2 separate regions of the Cricetulus griseus genome follow, and region 2 is linked to region 1. Evidence: chromatin contacts called from public Hi-C data. All regions are on one chromosome and are shown on one strand. The core of a region is the stretch at or near the end of the contact, and the rest is flanking DNA. Distances in the headings are between cores, read along the strand shown.

What was found. Hi-C and Micro-C count contacts between places; a contact is called where the count stands out from the background.
Region 2: a contact with region 1 is called in a Hi-C map of liver, with 5 times the contacts expected there. The contact joins two enhancer-like sites. A contact is called at or near these places in 5 of 8 Hi-C or Micro-C datasets (the CHK-Q cell line, the CHO-K1 cell line, fibroblasts and 1 more).

The regions. Positions count from the first base shown.
Region 1 is chr2:242,106,713-242,113,913 of CriGri-PICRH-1.0, forward strand. No RefSeq gene overlaps it. Among named protein-coding and RNA genes, the nearest start is that of Tbpl1, 16 kb to the left of the region's middle. Within about 2 kb of position 4,364, at least 2 of the 6 cell types and tissues checked have open chromatin away from gene starts, as enhancers often do.
Region 2 is chr2:242,376,724-242,383,924 of CriGri-PICRH-1.0, forward strand. No RefSeq gene overlaps it. Among named protein-coding and RNA genes, the nearest start is that of Eya4, 99 kb to the right of the region's middle. Within about 2 kb of position 2,723, at least 1 of the 6 cell types and tissues checked has open chromatin away from gene starts, as enhancers often do.

The DNA of each region.
Region 1 (7,201 bases), core at 3,114-5,613:
TTATTAATTATGAAATCTTGGCCTATAGCTTAGGTTTGCCCCACTAGCTCTTAGAACTTAAGTTAACCATTTATACTAATCTATGCTTTGCCTGGTGGCTTTCTGCTTCTCTTCCATCTTGCACCTCCTGTCTCCTCTCCAGGGCCTCTGGCCTCTCTTCTGTGTCTAGATTCATCTCCTCTTCTCTCTTTCTGCCCAGAAGTCCCGAATAACCCCTTTCTGCCCAGCTATTGGTCATTCAATTCTCTATTATTTATTGAACCAATTAGAAGGGACCTTGGCAAGACACATCTTCACAGTGAACAAAAACATTATTCCACAGCAGAAAATAGGAGTTTCTTGGGGATTAAAAATAGGGATGGGAAGAAGAAATAACAAAGAAGCATAAGAAAATGTTTGGAGTGATGAGAATGTTTGCTATCCTAACTGTAGTGAAGGTTCATGAGTATGTGCAAACATCAAAATTCATTAAGGAAGGCAACTTGAAGTTAAGCTGTAATTTTCTTTCAACCAACTCTCTACAAGAGTACTTAGCAGCCACATAGAATGAAAACAGGTCACAGACACAAAGAAAAATGATTGATAAAAGATATGGTCATGCATACAGAATATTCAAAAGAAATTACCTTTATTTGTATGTAGTAGCTAGCCACCATGAAATAAAAGTCACTAAGTATTTTAAGTAGAGAGATCCAATAGAGGAGGTTCAATGGACATCAAATCACTGGACAAGGCCTTAATGTGGACCTCTTTAAAAAAAGGGGGGAGGGGGAGTCTCTAAAGAAACTCTGAATGAGGAAGTTAGGGAATCCAGAAGCTGTCATTGCCCTTCAAGAATAGAAGACTGATAGTTGTGCAGTGTGGTAGCATACACAAGTAATCTTGACATTCAGAATCCTGAGATAGAATTGTGAGGTCAAGGCCAGTTTGAGCAACATAGACAGCCCTACCTCAATAAATAAATGAATAAATGAACAAACAAGTAAATAAGTAATAAAGAAAATACCACTGCTTTAGGCCACTGGGGTGGCTGTAACAAAGTGCTATATTCTTTTTGTAAATAATAAAAATGTGTGTCTCACAGTCCTAGTGGCTAAAAAGTCCAGAATTAAAGCTCTGGCAGAATTGGTGCCTGGTAAGGGCTCACTAAACTGTTCACAGGTGCTCGCCTCTCCTTTTGCTATCTATTGATAAGAAGTAAGACAGCTCTTTTAGAGCTATTAATGTGTGTGTGTGTGTGTGTGTGTGTGTGTGTGTGTGTGTGTGTGTAATTGTGCTTATGCGTGTGTGTACATGTGGAGGTCAGAGGCCAACTTTGAGTGGGTCTCTTCCTCTGCAGCTCTCCACCTGACATTTGACTCCGGATCCAGTCTGTCTAGTCCATGTATCTTATCATGCAGCTTTGTAAGGAGTTGTGATCACGTGCCCAATGTAGTTCTCTAGGAGTGTTTGCCAAGTTTCCCTAAAAGTCTCATTGGGATCCGAACTGGAATTATATTAAATCGGGCAGTGGATAAAATGACCTCTTTTAGGTGATTGAATTTAGCTACCTAGTGAAGTAGTGTGTCTCTGCATCTATGTAATCTTCTCTAGTGTAATTTTGTTTTTTGAGACAGTCTCTTACTGAACCTGGAATTCCCCACTTAGGCTGGGCCGTCTAGCTGTCTTGACAGCCAACAAGCTCTCAGGAGGAGATTGTCTCCACACCCCCAGTGCTGGTGTGACTGGTGATTGCTGTCATACCAGTCATTTTTTTCTTTCTCCATTATTTTATTTGAATCAGAAACAAGATTGTTTTACATGCCAATCCCAGTTCCCTCTCCCTCCCCTCCTCCCCTCCCACTCCCCCAACTAAAACCCTACCTTTCTGCTCCCCGGAGGGGGAGGGGGTGAGGCCTTCCATAGGGGGTCTTCAGAGTCTGTCATATCCTTTAGGATAGGGCCTAGGCCCACCCCCGTGTGTCTTGGCTCAGGGAGTATTCCTCAATGTGAAATGGGCTCCCAAAGTCCACACCTATGCTAGGGATAAGTACTGAACTACTACAGGAGGTCCTGTAGATTTCCAAGGTCTCCTCACTGACACCCATGTTCCTGGGGTCTGGATCAGTCCCATGCTGGTTTCCCAGCTGTCAATCTGGGGGCCAAGAGCTCCCCATTGTTCTGGTCAGCTGTTTCTGTGGGTTTCACCAGCCTGCTCTGGACCCCTTTGCTCACCACTCGTCCTTCTCTGCAACTGGATTCCAGTTCAGTTCAGTAATTAATTGTGGGTGTCTGCTTCTACTTCCATCAGCTGCTGGATGAAGGCTCTAGGATGGCATATAAGTCAGTCATCAATCTCATTATCAGGGGAGGGCATTTAACGTAGCCTCTTCTCTGTTGCTTAGATTGTTAGCTGCATACCAGTCATTTTATATGATACTGGGCATCTATGTTTGTACAACAAGCCTTTTAGCCTCTGAGCCATCTCCCAGGCCCTGGGAACTCTTTATAAGGCCATTGGTCCTATTTGTTTCCCAAAATGCCACCTCACACCAGCAGCATATGATGGTCAGATTGCAGGATGTGTCTCTGGGTGGTGGTCGGGATGAGGTCTGAGGGTCACATGGGAACATCCAGATGGCACCATTCAACAAAGTTGTAGTATAGGACTCTGAAGCGTGCATGTCTTTAACAGCTTTTCAGAGCCTGTGACGTGTAGCTGGATCCTCAAACACTGTGCAGATAGACTTCATACCTTGCTGCCTTGCCGTGCTGTGCTCCTGCTCTCAAAACTGTGTGGTAAAAGCAGATTTCCAAAGATAAGTCACTTTTCTGAGAATCTACAAGATTCAGATTTTGGCTTTGCTGCCTCTGCTGGAGGTGACAGGGGCAATACAGGCTGTGACAGTTAAGAAGTGAGGAACTACAAACTGAGATTAAACTACCCCTACATATAATACCCACACACAGTGGACCGGTTGTAGTAAACATACATGCAAGTGACTAGTTCCACAGCATAGGCAGCCAGTCTCGCTGAGTCAGTGAACTCAATGTTTCTCAAGAGAGTCTCAAAATAAGGTCAGAGCCTCGAGATGGCTCAGTGGGTAAGAGAGCTTGCCTCAAAAGCCTGGCAGCCTGACACAGATACCCAGAATGCACAGAAAAAGAGCCAGATGCATTGTTGTCCATCTGTAATCCCAGCACTCCTGTGGGGAAATGGGAGGCAGAGACAGAAAAGGCCAGTTAGGCTGGAGTATGCTGCACAGAATCCGATTCAGGGTGAGATTGAAGGCGAGAACCTGTAAAGTTGTCCTCTGAGTTCCACATGCTCCTCACAAATGCATACACTCATGCACTTGCGCACACAACAACCACAATCAATAAAAAAATACGAGGTAAAAAGCAGGACTGCTAAGATTACTTTCAGGGAGAAGTCAGACCTTGGGACCCATATGGTAGAAGGAGAGAAGCCCTTCCTGCCAGTTGTCCTCTGACCTCCGTGTTCACTCGGTTGTGCATGCTCAGCCATACACACATACACACACAAAATAAATGACCAGAATGTAATTGTAAAGGAAAGGGTGGAGAGGGAGGGAGGGAGGGAGGCACCTGACCTTGGCCTCTGGCCTCCACATTTACACGAGCATTGAATGTGCAAGCATGCGTGTTAAAAATTAAAATTAAAAAAATCTAAACATATGAAAACATGAAATTCAGGCAAGAGTTTACCTCCATTGGGTGCAGAGGGAATGAGGTAGAAGTCAGCTCTGATGACTTCAGTATTTCAGTATTTGCATCATCGCAAAGCCTGCACTAACGGAGTATTTATTTACACAGGGATCCCATTCTTTTCTCACATTTCTCTTAGAAGTTTTAGCTAACTCAGAGAGATAAGAACACAAGCAATAAAGGCAGAATGAAGTGAGGGTTTTTGTTTTGCACATGATAGTATTATCTGGAAAAACATGATAATATCAATTAAAAATATCCATGAAGAGGCTTGAGAAATAACCCAGAGGGTAAGGGTACTGGCTGCTCTTCTGGAGGTCCGGGGTTCTGTTCCCAGCACCCACGTGGCTCCTCACAACTAGCTCTAACTCCAGTTCCCTGTATATGGCGCCCTCTCCAGGCTTCTGCAGGGGCTGCATGCATGTGGTACATACACATGCAGGCCCAAACACCCATGCATAAAATACTACTTTTAAAAATTCATGAAAACTGATAAAACGCTAGTGAAGGATTGAATTCTTGGTGGTAATATCTTCCACTTGCGATAGACTTTGTGCCAGAAATTCTGCTCAGCACTTTACTTTCACATTTCAATGACAACTGACCTCTGTGTCGCGCTCTCTCTCTACGAGAATGAGGAAGTGGCTCTTGCTGACCAGGATTGAAAATGGTTTTGTATGACTCATAGCTGGTGCCCAGAAACACCGTTAGCTTCTCTCTAAACAAATATTGACTTCAGGTTTTTTTTTTTTTTTTTTTTTTTTTTTTTTTTTTTGTGTGTGTGTGTGTGTGAAGAGACACCATGTCCATGGCAGCTCTTACAAAGAGAATATTTAATTGAGGTGGTGGCTCACGTTCAGAGGCTCAGTCCATTATCACCATGTGGGGAGCACGGCGGTGTGCAGGCAGATGTGGTACTGGCTACGTCTTGACCAGAGGGCAGCAGGAAGTCAACTGACTGTCATACTGAGTGAAGATTGAGAAAAAAGCCCCCAGAGCTGGCCCCCGCAGTGACACACTTCCACCAGCAAGGCCACACCTCCTAATAGTGCCATTCCCTTTGCAGGTCGTTTTCTTTCAAACAACCATAATCAGTTACCAGGAAAGTTGTGCAGGGAAAATGTGCCTTCCTTTGATGGGGGGTACTGTCCAAATATGACGTCACCTGTCTTATTTAAAAATACATGTACCTGGGCCTGGGAAAATGGTTCAGCGGTTAAGAGCACTGGCTGCTTTTCCAGAGAGGTCCTGAGTTCAATTCCCAGTAACCACATAGTGGCTCATGACCATCTATCTATAATGGGATCTGCTGCCCTCTTCTGGCATAAAGTCGATAGAACACTCATATACATAAAATAAATAAATCTTTAAAAAAGGTTGACAAAAAGAAAATAATTGTACCTCAGATGGACCAAATATGTATGCAGAGTAAATGAGAATATGTCCTAAGCAAGTTTGCAGAAGACAAAAGACAAAAGAAAGCTGCCTTTGGGGCTGGGGATGCTCAGCAGCGAAGCATGCTGGCTGCTCTTACCGAGGACCAGGCTCAGTTCTCACACCCACAGAGCGGCTCACAACCTGTAACCCCAGTTCTAGGGGACCCAGCACCTTCTTCTGACCTCCACGAGCACTGCACTCACCTGGTGCACATACAAACATGCAGGCAAAGTTCCCATACTAAATAAAAGTAAATTTGTCTTAAAAAAAAAACTGCCTTTAAAAATCCACCTTTTCTCTCCCCTTTCTTTTAAAACAAAATTTAGACTGCAACTTCTCCGTCAGTATTATTCAGTTACAATATAATCGTATTAATAATTGAAACTATGCCTTGATCGGATGGGTGTGCTTTTGCATTTCCCCTCCAAGAAGTTAAAGTTGCTTCCATGAGGCGCTGATTCGGCCTCGCTGCCTCTCAGCTGGAAGCCATCGCTCATGGTGTGGACATGGCTTTTGTTCGTGTGTTCTAGTTCATTTTTAACTTCTGCTCTTCTTGTCTTGGAGACCCTTGGACTCTCACAAAAGTTTGCTTTGAGCTGCTTCCCTCTGGAAAATGCTGGGATCAGCCTCAGGCTCTTGCCCAGCCCTCCCTGTCGAGCCTCATTCCTCTGGAGTGTGCCAGGAGAGTTTAAGTTTAGGCGGCCCAGGTTCCATGTCACTTCTGCTTCGTAATCGCTGGCTAGGACGAGAAGGGACTTTAGAGAGGTCAATGAGCTCACGTGGCTTCTTCCGGAATGTTGGTCTTCGACAGACAGCTTTTCCCTTCTTCTCAAACATGCAAACTCCTTAACGGGACCGAGCCCTGCGGCGGCGGACAAGCATGGCTCGAGGAACAAGGCTGCCCCCGTGTGGTGGGAAACGCGAACAGAGGAGGGCTTTACACGGAGAAGTATGAGAAACAGGAAAGTTAGTAAAGGTGAGCGTCCATGAATAGTAATGGCAATTTGCAAATTATTTGTAATTGGTACCAGGCTCTTAGAACTGCAAAACGCAAAATACTCTCACCAGTGAGTGAAGCAAGTCTTCAAGTACTAAATGCTGACACAGACCTTGCCTTCCAGAGTGGTGCGATTTCCGCTCTAGTTTCAGGGCAGCAGAACTGTGGACTGAGGTCTACTTCCTTTTAGTTTTATGTTTTGAGATATAGTCTCCCTATGCAGCCCAGGTTGTTCTTAGACTCGGGAGCTGCCTTAGCCTCCAGAGAGCTAGGATCACAAGTGTGCATTGTCACATCTGGCTTTTTTGTTGTTGTTGTTAAGTACAAAGTGGAGGTTTGAAAACCCCATTTCATAGAGGTGCATCCTGAGTGTGTAATGATTCTAGCAAGCTGAGGCAGGGTAAGAAGCGCACAATGGAAAACTCAGCCTGCCCAAGTGGTACTTGTTGGTATTTCCGTCCCAGGCTAATGTACAGTCGCAGCGTATACATGCATGTTCACCCATGTTCACTGGAATTTGCAAAGAGGGGTAGAGGGTTAGGGTACCATACCGATGGCTGCTCTCTGGTAATGGAAAGGTCTCTGCTCCACAGCATAGCATCCCCTGAGGATGTCAACACCTCAGTGACTAAACACAGCTGGAAAATAGATGCTCCTCATTTTAGACTTTTAAACTATAAAGCTAGAGTAGTTGAAAACAAGAAAACCGGTACTATAGAGGAGGAAGAAAGGGTTACTGGAGGAGCTCCGGTCACGAAGCATGATCAAGAAGTTAAGTAAGCCCTGGCCCCTGACATATTTGAATTCATAACCTAGTGCTACCACTCAGGTCGTCATCTTGGGCATGCTATTTAACCTCTCCAGCCTTCAGTTTCTCATCCTGAACACGAAATCGTAATACCTAGGTTTTGGCAAGGACTGACTCAAAGGATACACATGGCAATTAGGCCTTGCCTAGCTCTCGCCCAGAGCTCCATAACTATTGGGCTGATAGAGTCACCCAGGAACAGTAGAGACATGTGTACAGCTAGAGTCCGTGTGCCCACAATGAAACTATCA
Region 2 (7,201 bases), core at 1,473-3,972, 270 kb after region 1:
GTTTTCAAATTTTGATGAAAAGCATGAATACAACCCACAAAGTTTATCAAACCTCAAGGAATGTAAGAGAAAAGAGGATGAAGTGGACACCTTGAAATCAAACTTTCACGACACAAAGACAGAGGATCTCTGGAAATAGGAAGACAGAAGGAACATGTCACAGACACAGCACATCCTGAGCAGAGCTTCCATTAGAGTCTTTGGGGACCATGAAGCAGGAGGTCTATATACCTATGTATAATGTGCTAAAGTTCAGAAAATGGAAGAAATACACCTGCCAACCACTATTCTATATCCAGCCAAACTGTCCTTCAGAAATGAGGGAGAAATGAAGATATAGATAGAACTATTACAAAAAATCAGTCACCATGGGAGTTTGTCAGGCTGTCCTTTTGTAAGCATGCCCAATACTTCCCCACTGGCTCCCTAAAATCTGTTGCTCATCTGTCTTCCATTTCCAGAATATTAACATTATTCTAATGTTGGAGGGGAAATAGAGAGAATCACACTTACCTCACCTTCTGGAGTAGAAGTTCTTCATCCTTTGAGTTTTTACAGAAGCCTCCAGCCTGATAGCCCTCCATCCACACCAAGCTACCAATTTGTAAGCACTTGTGAGTTAATACTTTACAAGTTACCCTGAATCTAAAAATACATAGCAAAGTATTATGACTAACATAAAGCAATAAAGTTCCTGAATGAAAAAACACCAACTAATTCATATTTAACTATAATAAAAAGAAATGACTCATAGGGGAGGCATTTTTTTTTTGCTGTAGCTGAGTAAACACTAGCCTGAGTTTTGTGCTTTCCAAGTGCTTCATCATTTGTCTATCTTAATTTTTGTGAGTGTGTGTTTCTTCTTCACTTGGCAAAGACTGTGTGGAACTGGGGTGTTTTTCCCCAACGTTTTGTAGAATCCCTGGGTAATATTACAGAGATGGGAAGATTTCTTTTTTAACAGTTAAAATTATGAGTTGAATGAACTTAAAAGTTATGGAACCCATTTGACTTAGGTAATCTATGTGTTGTTTTCAAGTTCTAAAGAGTCATTCCCTTCTAAAGTGTTGCATCTGTGCTCACAGCACTATGCATGCCCTTCCTTCCCTGCCCATGCTCTTCATGTGCAAGCTTTGTAGGGAGAACATATTTGATCCTTTTTTTTCTTTCTTTCTCTTATAAGATAAACCAAAAACTATCCTATCAAAGTTGGAAAGGACAAACCAACAGAAGGAGAAGAGCCCCAGGAGAAGAGACAAGAATCAGAAACCTACCATTTCCACATTCAGGAATATCATAAAAACACTAAATTGGAAGTCATAATATATATGCAGAGAACAAATATGTGCAGGTCCCATGCATGCTACCACAGTCTCTGAGAGTTTGTTATTTTTTTTCTTGTTTATGTTGATTTAGAGGGCCTTGCTTTCTTGGTGTCTTCCAGTGCCTCTCTCTGCCTCCTCTTCTGTGAGGTTCCCTGAGCTCTGAGGGGAGGGATTTGATGGAGACATCCCATTTAGGGCTGAGTGTTTCAAGGTCTCTCATTCTTTGTTTAATGTCTGACTGTCTATCTCTGTACTTGTTCCCATCTGCTGTAGGAGGAAGCTTGTCTGAAGATGGCTGAACAAGGCAGTGATTCATGAGTATTGCAGAATTTGATTCTTAATTTTTTGGAAAGTATTGTCCTTTTTCTTTGTGACACTGGGAAAAGTTTGCCAATTTTATCGATCTTTTGAAGAAACTTTTATTTCATTGATTTTCCTTATCTCCCCACCCCACCCGAATGAAGGACTAAACTCAGGGCCTCACACAAGCTAGGCAAATAAATACTCTACACCTTACATGTCCAGCCCTCTTATTACTTAATGTTTTTGGTTTTGCTTTTTTTTTTTTTAAATGGACTTACTAAGGTGCCATGAAGCTTGAACTTAACCCTGTAACCCAGAGAGGCCTTGATGTTGATCCTTAGGCTTCTTTCTCTGCCTTCCAATTAGATAATACCACTCGGTTCTTTGATTTTTTTTCCCCCTTACTGTGTGAATCATAAGGGTACAAATGTTTCTAATCAGCGACAGTGCATAAAAAGAGTTGATAATGATAGACCACAGAGGGAGAGAGAGTGAGTATCTTTGGAAAAAGAAAAGGTTTGATGAAGTACAGGTATGTAATGAAGTCTTTAATTCTAACAGTAAATTTTTCTTATTTAAATTGGATGGTGTCCACTCATATATAGGAAAGAAACAGTTTTAATGTCAACATACTTAAAAAGTGAAATATAAATACCAATCTCAGATGCAGAAAGCACCCTTCATTGTTCACTGACACTACCCACTCTTTCAAATACTTTTCCTTCTACTGTTTACTAAAAGGGGGCGAGTTAGAGAAAGTCACACTCCAGGACAATAAGTGCAAACTTAAATTCTTTTACTACAGAAAACAGAACAAGTTTAAGAAATTAAACAGTTAAGAGAATAATACTTGAATTTGGGGTCTGTGCCTTTTACTGATAAATATATAAGCTAGCTTTGTGTATTTTAATGTGAAAAAATAATAAAACATGGGCTGAGACACTGAGAGAAAAGACAGAGTTGGCATGTTTCATCTCACATTGGACCTGACTGCCATAAGCACACAGGGCTGAAGCAGAAGAGAGACTGTCCTAACTCTAGACAGTCCCAGGCTGCTCCTGTCTCCAGTCAGCCCTGTGGGCTCTTTCCCAGACTCCACAGCCAAGTAGGACACAGCATCGCAGCTCTCATTTCCTTGGTAACCTGGACCAAGGTTTATTGCTGTTTGTTATGAAAGGGGACTCTCTATTGCTGTTCTCATAGGAGCAAAACAAGTACACGAGGTAGAAAAGACAGAAAGCAGAACTGGGATCGGCTCTGAACCGAAATCCATTTTCCTTTCTCAAACCCAGAATGTCGGGGCCGCTGTGGCCCCCACCTTGCTCACTCCTTCCTTCTAATGGCAGATACTCTGTCGGGCCGGAGAACTGTCTGTCTCTTTGTGTAGCCGGGGTGGATCATTCTGGATTTCAACACTGTTCTCATGATGTAAGGCCGCTTTATCAGCTCCTCCCTAAGTCTCTTTTAAACACAATAAACTAACTGTGTCTTCACATTCTTCAGGGAAGTCAATCTTTTTGGTTCACAGAGAGAAGAAACGGAAGAATTTTTTTCCTCCAAGTGAAATATCTTATTAAACTAATCCTAGTATAAATAAGGGGAAAAGAGATGATTCCAAGAACCATTGAGGAGAGTAACAACGCCTTTTATTTACAAGCCATTTTTACCAGTTCCAATGTAGTCCTACATCTGTTTTCTTGACATTTCCAACCCCGAGACTCCAGATATTGGTAATATGAATTAGAGATACAATAGGAAAATATGAAACCAAAAGAATGTGTAATGTGCTTAGTGAATAGCAAAAGAGATTTAATGCTAAAAAATGTCCCCAAATAATTAAATTTCAGTTTAAAAAGTCATTCAGAATGTTTATGAAACCTAATTTGGGAAACAACTATTTTAAATTATTTTGAGACTCAAGAGGTCTTTATTTCCAAATTGGAATTTCTCCAACTGTTTGCATATTTTGAATTAACTATGCAGGGTTTTTCAGAATTGTGTGGGGAAGGCCCAGAAAACCTTACACAACTTGTTAGGAAAAAGATATTTTCCCACTTATTAAAGATTTCAAATTATTATATGAACTCTGTGAAAAATAATGGAAATCATGACATAAAATACTAAGTCAATTTTATTCTTTCATTCCCTATACATAGCCTTCTTGAGGGCATGACACACTACCTATTTCTTTTTATTTCCCCCAAAACTGTTTCACACACTTTTTTAAAAAAAAAAAAAAAAACAGTTGCTTTATGTAGTTTTGTAGAATATTGAATTAAAGTTTTATTGTTGCCTTTCATTTTGGTGTTCAGGAAGTGCACATATATAGTCATGCACGTACACATATGTATCTGTTTGTTTTCAATTAAAAATAGTGTCTGAGTGCAAGCAGTGAGAGGGCCAGGTGGTTTGTCACTACCGGCTAGCCTTTGTAATTCTAGCCCAGGAATTCTTTAACTGGAGATGCTAATTCCTTTTTTAAAATTTTAATCTTTGATGAATGAAGTATAATCTATTAAATTCCTCTGTAAACTGTTTGAAAAATGATTCCAATATTTTTCAAAATGACCAGTACACAATCATTCTAGTTTCATGATGTCCTCATTAAAATTAGATAGTTCATTGGTGTCTAAGTAATTTCAGTTTCCTTATGTGTTATACTTACACTGTTTTGGTAATGAGGGTGAATACATTGTAATATCTATTACCTAATAATCTTTGCCCTTCTTAAAAATTGTTGGTTCAGATGAGGAAAATGAAATTCAGGAAAGTTGGATGATAATCAAGAAAAGTGTACTTTAATAGAAGTTAAGCAACCCTCTAGTCCTCTGAAAATTAAAATCTAGTTTCTACCATACCATCCTAAACGCAGTTATCTTCTGAAGTAGTAATTCTGATTAACTTAGCTTGCAGGGTATTATATATTGGTGTGAGATTTCCTGAGTATAACATTTATGGCTTTGTCTATAGGATTTATGATTGTGTTATTTTCAAATCACAGGGTTTTTTTTTTCCTACAGATTTGACGTATTTGATTCTCCAAATTTTGCTAATGCTAGTGACAACCAGTAACAAGCATTTCAATTCAATAAATTATTTTCCAAAATTTTCAAATGTTCTAATATTACTTTAAATCTTTTGAGACTTGAGAAGTCTCTACAAAATCCCCCTAACCACTTGTATGTTTTGAGTCAATTGTGTTTTGCAATACATAGAATAATTTCTGGATATTGCATTAGCTTTATAGAACATGTTATATAAAATCAGAATGACTGATTTTAGCTTGTCTTTCAGGGTGGTTTTATGGACACAAGGGTCCATTATTTTTCTGATAAGGTTTCAGGAAGATTAGAATAAAAATAAAGTCAGTAATACAGAGATCCAGCTTTCTTTATCAGTGCTGGGGTATCAGAGAAAGTTAGACTTTCACTAAAGTCTTATATATCGCATGTTTTCACTGTCTCAGTATCTGGGGTTCAACCCAGGCCCTTGTGAAACTGGTGAAACCTTCTAGCACTGATTCAAGTCCCCAAGCCCGGAGCTGTTTGGTAAGGCTTACTTGCTCACTTCTGTTGCTCTTTGAGTTTCACTTATCGTGAATCCTATTTAATTCTATGCTACTGGATGTAAGCGCATCCAAGCTTGGCTCAAGGGAGAATTGAACTTCAGTGGAAGCTGATCTAGAGAAAACCTTCCCTGGTGGCACACGCCCCACCCCATGATCAAGCATGATGTACTCTGCGGGGGCAGCTCTCCGGAACAAAGCTTCTAGGCTCCCTCACACCTCAGTGAAACAATTATACACGGGTGGACAAATGATAACATTATTCATAATGTGAACATCTGAGAAATGCTCACAGATTTTGGAGGCAGTCCTAATTTGCACGAGCACACGTGTGGGCGCGCAAGTGCGCGCGCGCACACAATCCACATTTATATGCACACACAAGTTGACACACTTCTTTTAATAAGGAAACAGAAAATGTCTGTAATGCTTTCTTGAGAAATATTGTTTGTTCTAGATCTTGGAAGCAACATCTTGCTTATGTGACAGATGAAGGCAATAAACAGCTCTGTTCGTAGCAGGGAAGTTGCCACGGTAAAAAGCAAACAGCCATTTCTGAAGGTTAAATCGTTTCTTCTACTGGACACTCTGATTTCTATTTGCTACTTGGTTTAGATTTGGAATAACTCAGTGCTCGCACGGTTTGCATAGATTCTCCGAAATAAGACCTCCCATAGACCTATAATAAAGCACGTGGCGGTTGTTCCACAAGGCATACCTTTTCTGAGGTTATTTTAAGAACCGTTAAGACAGAACGCCCTCGCCCTCTTGTGTTCTTCTGAAGTATTGCCTGAGTATTCATGATGGGCAAGGAAAGGTGAAGGAATAATGAAGTCATCGGCTTAATCAATTTTCTCATTGATCGGTTTGCTTCTAGGAAGCAGTGCGAGGTCTTCCCGTGAACCCAAGTAAAATACGTCTTTATTGTCACACGTCTTAGGTTTGGGTGACATTATTTGCATCCGTTTTTTTTTTGTTTGTTTTTTTTTTTTTTTTTTCAATCTTGAGCCAAGGTTTTACCTTTTATTAGAGCAGTGGCTACTAATCAAAAAATATTTCTTGCATTTATGTGATGTGTCAGGGATTGTATTAAACGCTAAAGGAAATGGGGAGGGGCATTTAACTTTTGTTACCTGTCCTGGAACCTTCTCTGTTTTGCTGAGGAATTTCTGAATTCATTTTCCACGAACAGCAAGCTAGTGGTAAACAGAATGTGTTTCTGTCTTAGGCAATTCCAGAGACATCTAAATTCTCCCAGGTTCTGAACATTCTCCAAGTCGTCTTGGATGTATTTGAGAATTATTCTCTGAGCTATTCCCATGTAGTGTCCCTTCCAGAAGTATGGTCTGCATGTGTATCTACAGTCACGTCCAATGGCAAACATGCCCTTCAGTGTCATGTGTACTGCACACTGCTGGTTAAAGGGTAGCTCTTAGCATTAGGAGTCAACCCACTAGTGCTTTAAACATTTGTGTTTCCATTTGTTCAGTGACTTACAGATTGGCTAATCTCACCTGGCAGCATTAAATCCCTCGGAGCTTGTGGTATTCATTTATATGGGGATCATATCAGAAGCTGTCGTTGGGGAGAATTATTATGTGCATCAATCAAGCAGCCAATAAGCATGAGATGGGTACTGGATACTTGCAGTAGGAAAGGGAAAATGTCGCAGATATGGGTAGACACATTGGGGAAATGTATCATAATACCACAGGCACACTCCATGCACACAGATCAGCTCTCTGACACAGAGAGCATTTCCCCAGTGTTGCCCCAAGCCATGAGTGCCTTGTGACACCTGGGGTCTGGGCTTAGCACTATGGTGTGGTTGGGGTGAATAGTCCTAGAAGGAGTTAGAGTTTTAAAAGCTAAAATTGATGGAGAATCTAGCACTTCATTAATAAAACCTGCAGTTTAAAAAATTAATAAAGGGAGGGAGTGGGGAGGTCCAAATTTGAAACAGGGCTTGCACAGAAATATCTTAATGAATGCATTTCTAGAAGGAAGC